3 separate regions of the Zea mays genome follow, and regions 2 and 3 are each linked to region 1. The links are chromatin contacts, called in public Hi-C maps. All regions are on one chromosome and are shown on one strand. Each heading gives the region's core, a stretch centred on a gene start, on an enhancer-like site or on the middle of the called end of the contact. The rest is flanking DNA. Distances are from core to core; before and after follow the strand shown.

Region 1 (4,269 bases), core at 788-3,287:
GCCGCCGGTAGGGTGGGTATATATTATCTCCTAACTCCGGAACCCTAACTCTGACGAGCTTCTTGTCTCAGACGCCGACCAGGCTAATAGGCTCATGTGATGTGCCTTAATTAGGGGTGCTCCAAGACCTCCCGCCAGGACCAGGCCATCAGCAGCAGCCCGCAGTTCATGGCAAGCCGACGATCAATCGGCCGGACCCCCAACGACGTGGGACGCCGACAGCCGACTCGCCGATGATTCGTTGTGGCGGGACCCGACGTCCCCCAGAGGCTGTCTCCTCCGACGACCGACGGACGCGATCGATGCCTGCGACGACCGACGAACGAACGACGACGTACTCCGTACCCGCTAGCTACCACCCCGGGCCTGTCGGCAAGCAAGCAATGACGCGATGCCTCCTCCGCAGAGGACCCCCTGCACTGCACGCCATTGACGGCAGCAGCATTGCGGTGCCGCACACCCCCCTTGTTGCCTGTTGGTTACGTACACTGCATGCCAGCCCAAGACGGAGCAAAAGGGATTCAAGGGCCAGGCGTCCGTGTCCCCCTCACGTACGTGCACGATGTCCCTGCCAGCTTCCTGCCGGTTGCGTCTCGAGATGCGCGCACGATGCCGCCCGACGATGCCCCAAGGCCAAGACCGCCGGAGACGCGAGGCCACACTGTACACATCATCATCATCGTCATCATGTGGTGTGTTCTGCTGGCGTGGTGTAGTGCTAGCAAACTTTTCACCCCCACTTTCGTCACTCCACTCCACTCGCTTGGCCGCTCGCGCTTTCTGTAAACCTAAAGCGGCCGGGGCGCTCGATCGTTGTTACAGATACAGTGCGTCGGGGCGGGGGGGAGGAGGCATGGAGGACACGGTGAAAGCGAGTACTAGTGGTCGTCTCTTGTCGTCCGCACCGTTTTTTGCTCGTCGTTTTGCCGGCCGGGGGTGAAAAAGCTGGCCTCGACATTTTACTGGATCTTGGGAAGAAGCAACGGCAAAAAAAAAAAAAGCTAGCTCAAGGAGGTTTGACCACTGTTGGGGATTTACGCCAAGCAGTGCTCTTTGCCTCTTTGCACGGACGGGACCCGTTTTCGTGCAGCAGTACTTGCCTACTTGGCCTTCGCGGAGCGCACGCAAGCCAGGCCAGCAAGAACAGAGCTAACGTAGGAGTACGCTCGGTAGGTCATTTACTCATTGGCAACGACGGCCGCTGGACTCGTGGTGACAGAGCGTTTGATTCTAGGACTACAGTAAAGTTTATCATAGGATGTTTGAATGCTTATTATAAGTATTAAATGCAGTCTTTAATTACAGAACTAATTCTTGATGGCGTGAGTAAACGTCTATTAATTTTGAACACCACGCTGTCTACGACGCACAAGAGCGTTTGCACGCCCGTTTATCCGTACCGGCGAGCCAGCCTAACTGCCTTGTGCCGCACTAGCTAATGGACGGACAGACGGCAAATCACAGAGATACATCGCACAGAAAATGGCGCTGCTTGCATAAAGACCGGTCAATCGCACAGAAAACAGCACGGTGGCATGCTCCGAGAGCCGACAATCGCATCAGACGGTCGTTTACCACGATCAGGAAAAAAACAATGGAGCAACTGTCGCGGCGCAGCGCCGTGTCGGCCGACGTTTTTTTCGCTGCGCTGCTTCCGGCAAACCACGCTATGCAAAGGTCCGTGGCGAGACGAGAGCAGCGATCACAGCGGGAACTCGGGCTGCCACACACACACACACACACACCAGGGAGCTTTACTTGCCTCGGCGACAGACAGACGTGAAGCCGCTGCAGTCGCCGCTGCCGGCCGATCGCCTTTCGTCCAGCGAGGCGAGAAAAGTCGTGAAACCGACGGCGACCGCATGCAACTTTTCCTCCTCCCGACCCGACCGCGCCGCAGACCGATGCGCCAACGCTGCCGTGTGCCGGCGCCTCCGCCGCGGCTCGCAGTCGCAGCCAAGCCGTGTCGGCAGCCGCGGGGGGCCTCCCTTATTTAACAGCTCGATCGATCGGCAGTCCGGCACCCGGCCGGAAACGATCGAGAGCTAGCCAGACGTGTGAGCTAGCTAGCTTGTTGGCTGTTGCCGTGTTCGCAGCTTCGCACGTACTCGCGACTTCGCAAGCCATCGGCTTCCCGCCTCTCTTCCTTTCAAAAAAAAAGAAAGAAACAGCTAAAGGCTCAAGCAACACGGTGGTGCCTGTCGGGATTGACGAAGCAGCGGAGGTGGCGATGGACCGGGAGTGCTCACCGCTGGCAGCAACGACGCGGAGCGGGACGGGCAGAAGCCACAGCGAGGCGGAGCGGAAGCGGCGGCAGCGCATCAACGCCCACCTCGCCACGCTCCGCACCCTCCTCCCTGCGGCGTCGCGGGTACGTAAGACTGACGTCACGTCCTTGCTCTTCAGGAGCTGACCGTACGTGGCAGTTCATCATCGAACTCGATAGCGAACACGGTTACGTACGTGTGCGTGTACGAATTAATCATGCAGATGGACAAGGCGGCGCTGCTAGGGGAGGTGGTGCGGCACGTGCGGGAGCTGCGGGGCGAGGCGGACGCCGCGGCGGCGGGCGCGGCAGTGGCCGTCCCGGGGGAAGGCGACGAGGTCGGCGTCGAGGAGGGCCACCAGCACCGCTTCTGCCACGGCGGGGAGAGGGCCGCCAGGCGCGTCAGGGCGTGGGTGTGCTGCGCCGACCGCCCGGGGCTCATGTCCGAGCTGGGCCGCGCCGTGCGGTCCGTCAGCGCGAGGGCCGTGCGCGCGGAGATAGCCACCGTCGGCGGGAGGACGCGGAGCGTCCTGGAGCTGGACGTCGGCGGGCGGCACCACGATGGCGAGGGAACGTCGACGTCGTCACGGCCAGCGCTGCAGGCGGCGCTCCGGGCCGTGCTGCTCAGCCGGGAGGAGATGCTCGGCGCCGAGTGCTACAAGAGGCAGCGCTTCTCGGCGCACCTCGCTAGGGTTTACGACAGTGGCGCCGTAGAAGTGACTGACTGATGGAGTGATGGGAGACGGAAGGGAAGGGGTACTGTGTGACATGTCTCCCATGGTGCTACTCGTACTTTTTTAGTTGGAACATGTGGAATATCACAGAATTTGCATTGCCGACTCTTCCGAACGAACAACACTGTCATCAAGCAAATTTGCCGAGACCGTATAATATTTGTATTGTATCTCACAGTTATAATGATACAACAAATGGTACAAATGTTACAATTACAATAACAAGGTAACGCCAAATGTGGCGACAATTACATGCACTATGACTGATCCTGTAACTTATTCGTATTTTCTCAATGGTATCAACCGGAAAACGACACACAAATAGTTGCACAAAATCCACTTTGCCCCCCGGTAGTTCCACAGACTTTCACTTTGCCACCATATTGTTCATTGCGTCGCACCTCACTCCATTGTGGCTTTGTGCTTCCACAGTGGAGAGTTCCTGTACGTATCAAACAATAGCTGCTACAACTACAATGCCGATGCACCTGCCCGTGAGTATGCAATACTACAGCAAGCTGACATGCTAGTGCCATAGTGCCATGCATCGCAATGGACACAGTTATTTGATACAGGGACTCGCTTCTGCAGGACATCAATACCACAATGGAGCAAAGGTGCGACGGAAATGCACAGCGTAGTGGCAAAGCAAAACCATGCTTAACTGCAGGGCGCAGAGTGAAATTTACCCAAGTAAATGAGGCCTTCATTGGTCAAGACCAGGTGGACCTATTCTTTATAGCGTACTTGCTTCCACCTTCCAACCCTTCACGGTACAATAATGTCCATTTCTCAAATGTGCAATCAACGAAGTTGTAGTAGCCTCCGTGGAGATTCAAAGTACCTTCATTCACCCTCTTCTCTATCCATGGGTATGTTAACAAGTTCAACAGAGAGCTATTTATTGATTCCTGTAACAAAAGGAAGAAATCAATACATGTCAGACACCGAGCTATTTATTGACTCCTGTAACAAAAAAAAGAAATCAATACATGTCAGACACCGTGAGTGGTTGTGCTTAGTAATATCATACTATGACTACATAAACCTTGAACAAAAGAAAACCAACATATTTGCCAAGATAAATTTGAATTGTATAACTAGTACGAGACATCCATATCTAACCCTAGTATAGATAAAGACTATGAACAGGGAAGAACAATAGGATGAGCAGGCAAGATCTTGAGATGAATCTGAATTAGTGAAAGCCATGGAATTGATTGATCCTGTGCACTACATTAGGCAATATTTTTGTAAAAGTTAAGGCTC
Region 2 (4,904 bases), core at 65-2,564, 230 kb after region 1:
CCTGTAGCCCGCGTCATAAACTCAGAATGGCCACCTCAGTTAGGTTGTTGAGTTAGGCCCATCTAAACTTCGTCACAACATCGACCCTTGAGCCATATGTGGTATGCCCGTGTCAAGCCAAATATCAGAGTTTTAACAGTTTCTATAAAAACGGCCCTAGGAACTATTTGAGAACTCTGTTTTTAAAACCACAATTTATTGTATATTATAATATAATTATAGTATTTTTAATATTAGTACAATCCAACACCTATTTGGAGACAAATATTTCAGTAGTAGTGTAAGTAGGGGTGGATATCGAGCTGGCTCGGCTCGACTCGTTATGTTAACGAGCTAAAGATCCAACTCGGCTCGACTCGTTTGCCGACTCGAGCTGGCTCTTTTAGCTCGCGAGCCAGCTCGATAATACCATGTCTGGTGTCTACGAACGGATATAAAAACATGTAGCAAAAGAAAAGAAGGAGGTCTATTTAGAAAAAAGAATAGAGTTTGCAACTTAAGGTTCCACACTCAACAAAGAACAAGATTAACTATAGTAGAGTAGAAGATTTAACTATTTTGATCGGAGATTGTTGTGATTTGACTAATTACTCCAACTCATTTGGCTCGTGAGTCAGCTCGCAAGCCAGCTCGAGTTGGCTCGTTATCATAGCGAGTTGAAACACAAGCTCAACTCGTTACAAATAATAAACGAGTCGAGTCGAGCCACTATCGAGTCGAGTCGAGCGAGTTAACGAGCTACGAGTTTTTCGTCCAGCCCTAAGTGCAAGAGAATAGAAGACTATAGCTAGGCGCAAGCTAAAAACTTGGCCTGAAACAAAAAAAACCCCAAAAAATTATGGTATTAATAAAATCATGGTTTAAAATACAAAGTTTTTAGATATACTCACAAACGTCTTTTAAGCCCCGTTTATTTTATTGGAATTGAATTCCATTCTAATCATTATAATTTAGAAAAAATTAATTAAGTTAATATATTTGTCTATTTAATATATTTGCATATTATAATCATATGAGAGAGTTATATACTATAGAGAAACAAGTAGAAGAGTATGCTATAAATTATAAATTAGAAAAGTAGCATGTAAATCTATAGAATTGATTTTCATCTTTTACCTCATAAATTTGTGAGGCTTATATATACAATTTGGAAAGTTTTGGAATATTATATTCTAAAAAATAGCTTACTATATTAGTTAGATTCTAATTTCTCAAAATAAAGGGAAACAAACGTGCTCTTAATCTAAAATATCATAATATGATAAGATATCATTGTATTGTCTTGGGATTAAAAAGAAATATTGTGTTGCCTAAGAAAGCCTTAACCGACAGGCGATACCCACGGCACGGGCCCACTTGGCTGCTTTTTCAAGCTACACGCCAATCCAACGCTATTACGCAACGATTAGCCAAACAGATCAATCATCTTCTACTTCTTCGTATAGGCCGCGGGATCCCGAATCCCAATCCATAGTCGCCACCGTCGCCGGCTACAGGGTTCGGTCCCCGTGATGGAGCCCTCGTCAACCTCCTCCTCGCCGGCTGTGGAGCGCCGGTTGTCGCCGGAGGTAAGGAGGGTGCGGAAGCGGGAGCTGAAGGAGGCACTGGAGCAGGTCCAGCGGGCGGTTGAGATGCTGCGCGATGCCGACGCCGATCTCGGCGTCTCTCTCTCGGAGGAGACCACAGCAGCTCCGCCGGAGGGCGAGGACCGCGAGGCCGATGTCGGTGCCAATGGATATGGGGCGGAGACGTCGTCGGTTGCGAGTGACTCCGATTACGAGACGGCCCAGGTGAGCAGGAGGCGTCCTGATCCCTCACGAGTTCTTCTGGGCACGTTGAGGGTTCCGGGAACTAGGATTTGGATTTCCGAAGTATAAGTCGTTGCAACAGGCGTAACTGAATCGGTAAATTGCGTATAAGTCGTTGCAATAGGCGTAACTGAATTAGTAAATTGCGTAATTGAATTGATATCAGCTACAATTTATTTTTGGCCACTACAAATTGAAACTAAGTGCTTGATAAATACGTGAGGACCTAAGAGCCTGTTTGTTCAGACTAACTTATTTTAAACTAAATGAAATAAGTTAGATTATATAATCTCAAACAAACAACACCTAAGTTGGATTGGTAGTTTGAAATTACTTCAGTACTGTAATCACTGTTTCTGTGCTGTGGTGAGACTAAAAAGGTATCTGTCATTAGTAGCTTTCTGTGTAGAAAGTATTATGTGTATACTTCCATTACTGCCAGTATGATGCTGATTTATCATTTAGTTGACTTTGGTGACTACATTTGTTATCTGCTATGCCAGTGATGTCTTGCTTCGGATTAAAGCCGACTGTTTGGACTGCTGCAGCTGCAATCTATAGAGACAAAAACATTGTAGAAGTAGTAGAAACCGATACGGATTAAAGTCAAGCGGACAGTGCTGGGTGCCAAAATAGTGGTATAAAATCAGATATTCGAACGACTCCTGATTGTTGTAAATAGATCTTTCCAAGATGTTGTGAGAACAGTTTGTTGTTAGTTTAGGCCAAGTCATGTCTGCAGTATGCCAGTATCCCTAATATGTATTTCCAGCTTCCTATCTGGAATGTGGGCTGAGCAGTCTCATTGCCATGGTCCTTATGGAAATCTCTTTGGAGTGGCGAAGTAGATTACCGAATTTTCGCTGCCCTACAACTAAAACAACCTGCTTTTACCTAGCAGATGTGTGATCTTCTTAAATCTAAGGTTGGATCGCTCGAGTTCCTTCAAAAGCTCAATGGTATTCAGAAGTCAGTAGGTCAGAATGGTGCAGGTAAGCTGCCACTGGATTGAATACATTACTACTATAAAAAGTACACAGCAGATGGTAAAAATGACCCGATATGAACTCAGATATGTTCCTTTCGCTCTATTTTTTCTTGAAAATACTAACCACTGTACTTCGAAAACTTCTCTGTTCTTTGGCACAGTTGAACCTGATACATCATGGGATATAATAACGTCAGTGGATTTATGGGAAGATGGTGGCTCAGATGATGGATATGTACTGGTTAAGCAGGAGGATGTGGTTGATGGGATGACTTCCTTTATGGCTGCATGCTTGGTGTCAATTAAAAAGACCAAGGTAGCTGTTTTCTTCACTTGATGAGATCATCATGCTGAGCGAGGCGTTTCATGTCTCTGCATCTTGTATGAGAGGTGCTTTACATATTTAATGTGTGAATTTCATGTCTATGCAGGACCTGCCCCCTGATCAACTTCAAAAAGGTTTCTTTTTCTTCCCTCAATTAAGAGGAACGGTGAAATGAATTTTTTTATTGGATATTCTGATGTTAAACTTTTTGACTGTTCATATTCCAGTGCTTAGGAAGACGTTTTCAGCTGAAAAGAAGAAAAGTAAAATCCGGAAGGCATGGGATGGAACTAAAGTTGTTTATAATGTTGCTTCATGGGGCGCCACTGCTGTTGGGTAAGTTTTATAATCGCACTATCCTTGGACAGTAATATTTTTTGAAAGAATTATCTTCCCACAAAATAATCATCAAGTTGAATAGGGGTCTGCTAGCTTGGCTCCCTAATTTCTATATAACGCTAACTATTTGAGTAATCCATCATGCAGGGTCTACAATAATCGAGCACTACTTACGGTCGCAACTACAGTGTTTCAGACTTCCTGCCGTGTGATATCCAAGTTCCTTTAAATATTGTGGCAACTACTAGAGTATGTTAGAATTGTTTGCGTGTGTGCTTTTCCATTGTTTAGGCAGCATAAAGCTTGAGATCATTTGTTTAGTCTATGCTAATGAGTTCGACTGCTAATTAGCAGCGCCTCCCAGTCCAAAACAGCATGTGTAATGTATAACTGTAAATATTGCCTTAATTTGAACAAACTTGTTCTTTTTGCCAGAACTTTATTTTGGTAATCCGAAATGATTAGTTTGTACTATTTTCCGTATCAAACAAAACGAAAACTCTTGATATTCACCTGCTCGAGGTCCGTATCAGCTGCTGGCAGTTGAAGCGTGTGTTGGGGTGGAGTTGCAGATCTTTAGATTGACGACAAGGATATTCATACGGAAGATGCCTGATGCGTTGGAGGCTTAAGAGAACGCAAAGGTACATGAGGCTTAAGAGAACGCAAAGGTACATGAGGAGATGCGGACACCACCTTCTATCTTTGTATTTTATATTTAAGGGGCCAAAAAAAATCAAATTCTAAAATTACATCGTTCCGGCAATCGTGTGCAAGCACCACCAAACAAGAAACTAATGAGACATCAGCATCAGCGACACCCATGCATAGCATCGCTATTGTGTTGCTTCTGATTTATTCCAACAATGTTACACGGATCCAGACACAGAATCTATGCGGCCTGCATATCTTCGTCCACACTGCATTCACCGAGGTACACCTTAACACTGCGAGGAGAGCCGCAGCTGCCTTCTGCTATAAGTGCTCTGTCGTTAGCAGCCATGTGCTGGATTATTTTGTAGATCATCTCAATCTGAGGAGGGAAACGTTGGCATGTGTTATATATGTAGGGGAAAAAACATTGTCTTTCTGTAGATGAAAACAGGGATGCCAATAAATGGGAGGTACGTGTGGTCAGAACAAAGGGAGTACAAAGGTGAAACTTACATCTTCAGGGCAATGGCAGCGATCTGCAATTTCATCTAGAGTCAATGGCTCAGTAGGGTTCTCGCAGCTGGGAGACAACAAGTACATGAATCAACAAGCAATCCAATAACTCCAATATAACATTAATGAGTGAGAATCAATTGGGGAGTAAATTGCAGTTATGTGTAAACCAAGTGTGTGTGTGGGGGGGGGGGGGGGGGGGGGTTAAGGGTTATTGCCCCTTGTAGTTCTTATATAGATACGCAGCTCTCCGGTGCGTAAGGGAAAAAATGGTTCT
Region 3 (4,465 bases), core at 336-2,835, 220 kb before region 1:
GCAGAGCTTGCTTCACCGCGTGGTTGTTAAGGTAGGGCTCGATGTAGTAGTAGCTGCAGGGGTCGTAGCCGGGCAGCGACTGACAAACAGACCAGAAATCCCAATCCTCAGCACGCGAGACCCATCGAGGTTTTGCGTGGCGGATTGTATTGCAGAGGGTGAAGAGGGTCACGTACGTGGCTGCTGGAGTAATAGGTGCCGTTGTCAGACTGCAGGCACACCGGCGCGTAGATGTCGTACTTGTCGATGTTCCCTCTCTGGAACGAGTGCGCCGCCACGAAGCACGGCCAGTCGTCGGAGGGGGTGAAGGTGCAGTTGGCGAGGATCCGCGCCCACACCTCGTCGGAGATCACGCCGTGGCTCCAGAGGAACTCCAGCTCCCCCTTCCCGTTCAGGTAATCGTCGAGCAACGGGTTGCCGAACTATAACAACGAGATCGCCGGTTCAGATCGACGTACGGAAACATATATGCACACACGCAGACAGACGGTGAAGGCCGGGAACTCTGGCTAATAATAAGCAGCACTCACGAAGATGCCTTGGAGGTTGATGGGAGTCAGCAAGTCCGGGAAGCGGTTCATGTACAGGATGACGGTGGCGAGCTCCGGGACGTAGTGCCCGCCGTAGCTCTCGCCGGTGACGTAGAAGGCGCGGCCCTTGTACTCCGGGAACCTGTCCAGCCACTTGGCGAGGAACACGTACGTGTCCTCGGCGGTCCGCCTGTCGCCGACCGTGTCGTAGTCGGTGGCGTTCCTCGAGAAGGAGAACCCGACGCCCGCCGGCGACTCCAGGAAGATCACGTTAGCCACTGCCAGAAAGCACGCCGTGATATACATCCAGTCTCGTCAGTCCACGCTGCCAAACACTACCATGCATGGTCTATGCTACGTACGTGCGGCGCCGCCAACAAATAAAACAAGATCGCTTCACGTACGGTTGTTCCATGAGTGCTTGTTCCTTCTCAGGGTGCCGTCGGGGTTGACGCGGAAGGGGCCGAGCTCCTTCATGGCCCCGAATCCCAGCGACGAGCATCCTGGCCCTGCAGCGCACGTACACGCGTAGTACGTCCAGGAAACGGCGGCCGGTGAGACAAGTCGTCGTCGTCGTCCCTGGACGAGAGCTATATATATGTATATGCTGGAGTAGGACGACCCCGGCCGTGTTCGATCAATTTTACCTCCGTTGAGCCACAGGATGAGCGGCTTAGAGGCGGCGTCGTGGGGGGACTCCACGAAGTAGTAGAACAGCTCGCGGCCGTGCTCCTCGTTCACCGTCACGTACCCGGAGTACTGCCGGAAGTTGACGCGCGGCGGCTGGCCCGGCAGCCCCAGGACCCTGTCGGCCTCCTTGCTGCCGCTTGGCGGGCCCTTGCAGCGTTCGGCCAGGTGGGCGAAGGCGCTAGGGTCGGCCCATGGGTCGGTTTCCTCGGGCCCGTTCACCCTGGGCCTCTTCGTCGTCAGCCGTTTCAAGGCCCTGGTCGTCATGAACTTGCTGAGCTGGGCCTCCTGCGACACATCGGTGACGGCGAGCGATGTGCCCAGGAGAATGGCGAGCGAGAGGAGGAAGAGAGTGTTCGTCCTCATCATCATCTTTGCCGAATGAGAAATGCCGTGAGGGCGTTGTGCTGGTGTTGGCGTGGTCCTGATGTGTTCTTTATAGGTGTACTCAGAAACAAGCTAAGATTATTACCGACGCATAGAAATGCCACTCGGATTCTCCAAAGGTGCTCTGGATTCTCCGAGAAGAGCTTTTCATTAAGGAGTCATTGTCCATGGTTGATTTGAGTTTACCCGTCGGGATCATGTAACTAGGCGTAAATTGCGATCTTACCTGCACCGTTAAAGAATACAGTCAAGCCAGCCGTCGCAGAAAACATAAGATTTGCATAGGCCGAGGTGAAATCTCTCAGAATGCACGCCCAAGCTTACGTCATCCATTGGATTTTGCGTCACGGCTTTTGGCGAATTTCTGGACACGCTAGCAAAAAGAATAAAGCTTCATCTTGCTTCGCTCAGTCCTTTCGGTCGAAATATTTTTCGCCCTAAATAAGTTAGGTGAAGTCATCCTGTTAGTAACTTTAAATTTGGCCTCATAATATTTTAAGAATGCCAGATAATGATATCTATATCTATACTATACTTAAAGCACCAGTTTAAACAGTCGTCTACAAATAACCCCTCACAGCTATTTCAAATTAATCCGTTGCACGCCTATAGATAGCCAAACGGTGGACCAGACGCCCGCGGGCCACAGTCTGCTGACTGTGTCGGACCAACCCGTCGGTCCATTTGATTAAATCAGCGTAAAATGTTAAAAATGGTGCAAGAGATGGGGTTCGAACCTAGGGCTGGGAAAAAAGCTCGGGCTCGACGAGCTGGCTCGAGCTCGGCCAGGCTCGGGTCGGCTCGGGTCGGCTCGCGAGCCTCTGTCGAGCCGAGCCGAGCCGCATTTTTCAGCTCGGGAAACGACCGAGCCGAGCCGAGCCAGCTCGTGCGAGCTCGCAAGTCGCTCGCGAGCCGGCCACCTGGATTGGAACATGCCCGGCCGAACGGGCCTGTCAGCCGCCCAGCCCAATTTCGAAAGCCAGTCAGTCACTAAGGCCCAATGCCCTCCGCTGGCCGAATTGAGAGCCAAGCAGCAGACCTACCGTGCCCCACCGCGTCTTGCTTCCTACAGCTGCCGAGCGTCTATCTCTCGCGTCCTGCGCCGCCGAGCGTCTCTCTCTTGCTTCCTGCGCCGCCGAGCTTCTCTCTTGCTCTTGCTTCCTGCCGCCCGCCAAGTCTTGCGTCCTGTCGCCGCCGGCCGGTGGTGGCCGACCCCAACTGCTCGACACCAAGTCCCCGACCTCTCTCATTCTTGCTTCCTACCGTAGCCGAGCAGGCGAGCACCGACGGGCGGTGGCCGACCCCCGACTCCGACTGCTCGATGTCGTCTCCTGGACGGCCCACCGACCCCGAGCCCCAACACCTCCGGCCTCTGCCCTCTACAGTGTTGTCGGCACGGCAGTCGCGCGACGCTCGGCCTTCACCCTCTGCATACTGCAGGCACTGTACGGTGGGCGTAGCAGGCTCGCGAGCCGGCTCGAGCCAGCTCGCGAGCCTCCGTCGAGCCGAGCCGAGCCAGTTTCTCAAGCTCGTCAGATAATTGAGCCGAGCCAGGCTCGGCTCGTCACAACACCGAGCCGTACCGAGCCGAGCCGAGCCTGGCTCGGCTCGGCTCGTTTCCACCCCTATTCGAACCCATGTCCTAATGAAAGAAGGGCAGGAGACACTAGATAAAGTTGTCTAACCAATAGAACACCATGCTCAGATGTTTTTAATATTGAATATAAATTATATATGTGTATATACGTTTTTTTAAAATAAAAAATATATAATCGTGTCAGGCCGGACCAGCACTACAGGCTGAGGCTACAGCCCAAACACGGCACGGCGTTCTTGGCTCTTGCAAGAATTAGGTCGTTTATGAGACCACATTGGCGCAATGGACTCTATGGTATTTGAGGTTACTGAATTGGATGGAGGAACAATGATTTGTCACACTAACAGAAAAATGAAAGGTTATTTGTTGGTTTTAAACGTTAGTAATTGCTACAAAGTAGCATAATTTATATGGAGCGCTTCCAGTTTTTATTAATGGCTGACTTTAGCAATCACTCCATATTTTGATCTACCTTTTTTATAAGTTTGAGTTTATGTGACTTATTTTAGAAACTTGAGCTCACAAACTTTCTCTTATTTGGTCTGTGTATGGTGAAATTATGTTATTTTATAATCTCTGTTCGTTCAGTCAGTCGTTGTGAACTCTCTTCTAATCGCCCACTTCATTGACCGGGTTGTACCAAGACATATTGAATTGAGTAAATAATAACATCAGTTAGCCAAATCAAAAAAATATTATACGAAGAGCGGAGACAATCAATAAAAAATCTTGAAATTTTTTTGGTGGATAGTTTATATGAGTATTGTTGTAAGCCGTCGCAACGCGCGGGTAACCGACTAGTCAGTATATATATTGCACGTTAGAAAATACTCTCTCCGTTTTTTTACGTTTGCTAGTATAAAGTTGAATTATCGAGCGTCAAATAAAAAAATGGAGGTAGTATTTTTCTAATAGTTTTTTTTCTGTTAAATTTCTAAAATGTAACAGAATGTAAATAAACAATATCTTCAAGTTTTTGTTGATAAATTAATAGAGGAGTTTTAGGTAATATATATCCGCATTAATTTTAACAGGAACCGTTAACGACCTAAAGTTTATTAGCATTTTCACAACTAATGCACATGCTGTATGCCTGTATCAGTGATCTGATGATATATGGTCATTTAGGCTGCAGCCACTCTGTATATAACTCTCTTGTCTGATTAAACACAGCGCCTAACACTCCCTCAAATAGGACAAACGACTGCTGATATCTAAGAATGCGTTGCTATTAAATATAATTAATATATTTAAACACAATGCA

The links. A called contact is a pair of places that touch in the nucleus more often than the background predicts.
Region 2: a contact with region 1 is called in a Hi-C map of tassel, with 8 times the contacts expected there. The contact joins the promoter of LOC103634599 here to the promoter of LOC100274144 in region 1. A contact is called at or near these places in 15 of 25 Hi-C or Micro-C datasets (bundle sheath, ear, endosperm and 5 more).
Region 3: a contact with region 1 is called in a Hi-C map of leaf mesophyll, with 2.9 times the contacts expected there. The contact joins the promoter of LOC103647494 here to the promoter of LOC100274144 in region 1. A contact is called at or near these places in 7 of 25 Hi-C or Micro-C datasets (ear, endosperm, leaf and 3 more).

The regions. Positions count from the first base shown.
Region 1 is chr2:192,292,693-192,296,961 of Zm-B73-REFERENCE-NAM-5.0, forward strand. LOC100274144 reads left to right here and starts at 2,038. Exons shown (of 2, transcript NM_001359714.1): 1 at 2,038-2,371; 2 at 2,491-3,108. The coding sequence starts at 2,231. The coding sequence ends at 2,994. LOC100272439 (carbonic anhydrase) reads right to left here. Exons shown (of 9, transcript NM_001359716.1): 9 at 3,163-3,911. The coding sequence ends at 3,714.
Region 2 is chr2:192,520,983-192,525,886 of Zm-B73-REFERENCE-NAM-5.0, forward strand. LOC103634599 reads left to right here and starts at 1,315. Exons shown (of 6, transcript XM_020548511.3): 1 at 1,315-1,790; 2 at 2,710-2,800; 3 at 2,958-3,112; 4 at 3,228-3,255; 5 at 3,349-3,457; 6 at 3,608-3,934. The coding sequence starts at 1,512. The coding sequence ends at 3,689. It overlaps LOC100382805 (Glucose-6-phosphate isomerase 1 chloroplastic), which reads right to left. Exons shown (of 14, transcript NM_001175506.1): 13 at 4,628-4,694; 14 at 4,118-4,493. The coding sequence ends at 4,353.
Region 3 is chr2:192,071,000-192,075,464 of Zm-B73-REFERENCE-NAM-5.0, forward strand. It overlaps LOC103647494 (serine carboxypeptidase 1), which reads right to left and starts at 1,586. Exons shown (of 8, transcript XM_035965419.1): 1 at 1,178-1,586; 2 at 935-1,039; 3 at 531-808; 4 at 177-422; 5 at 1-79. The coding sequence starts at 1,586.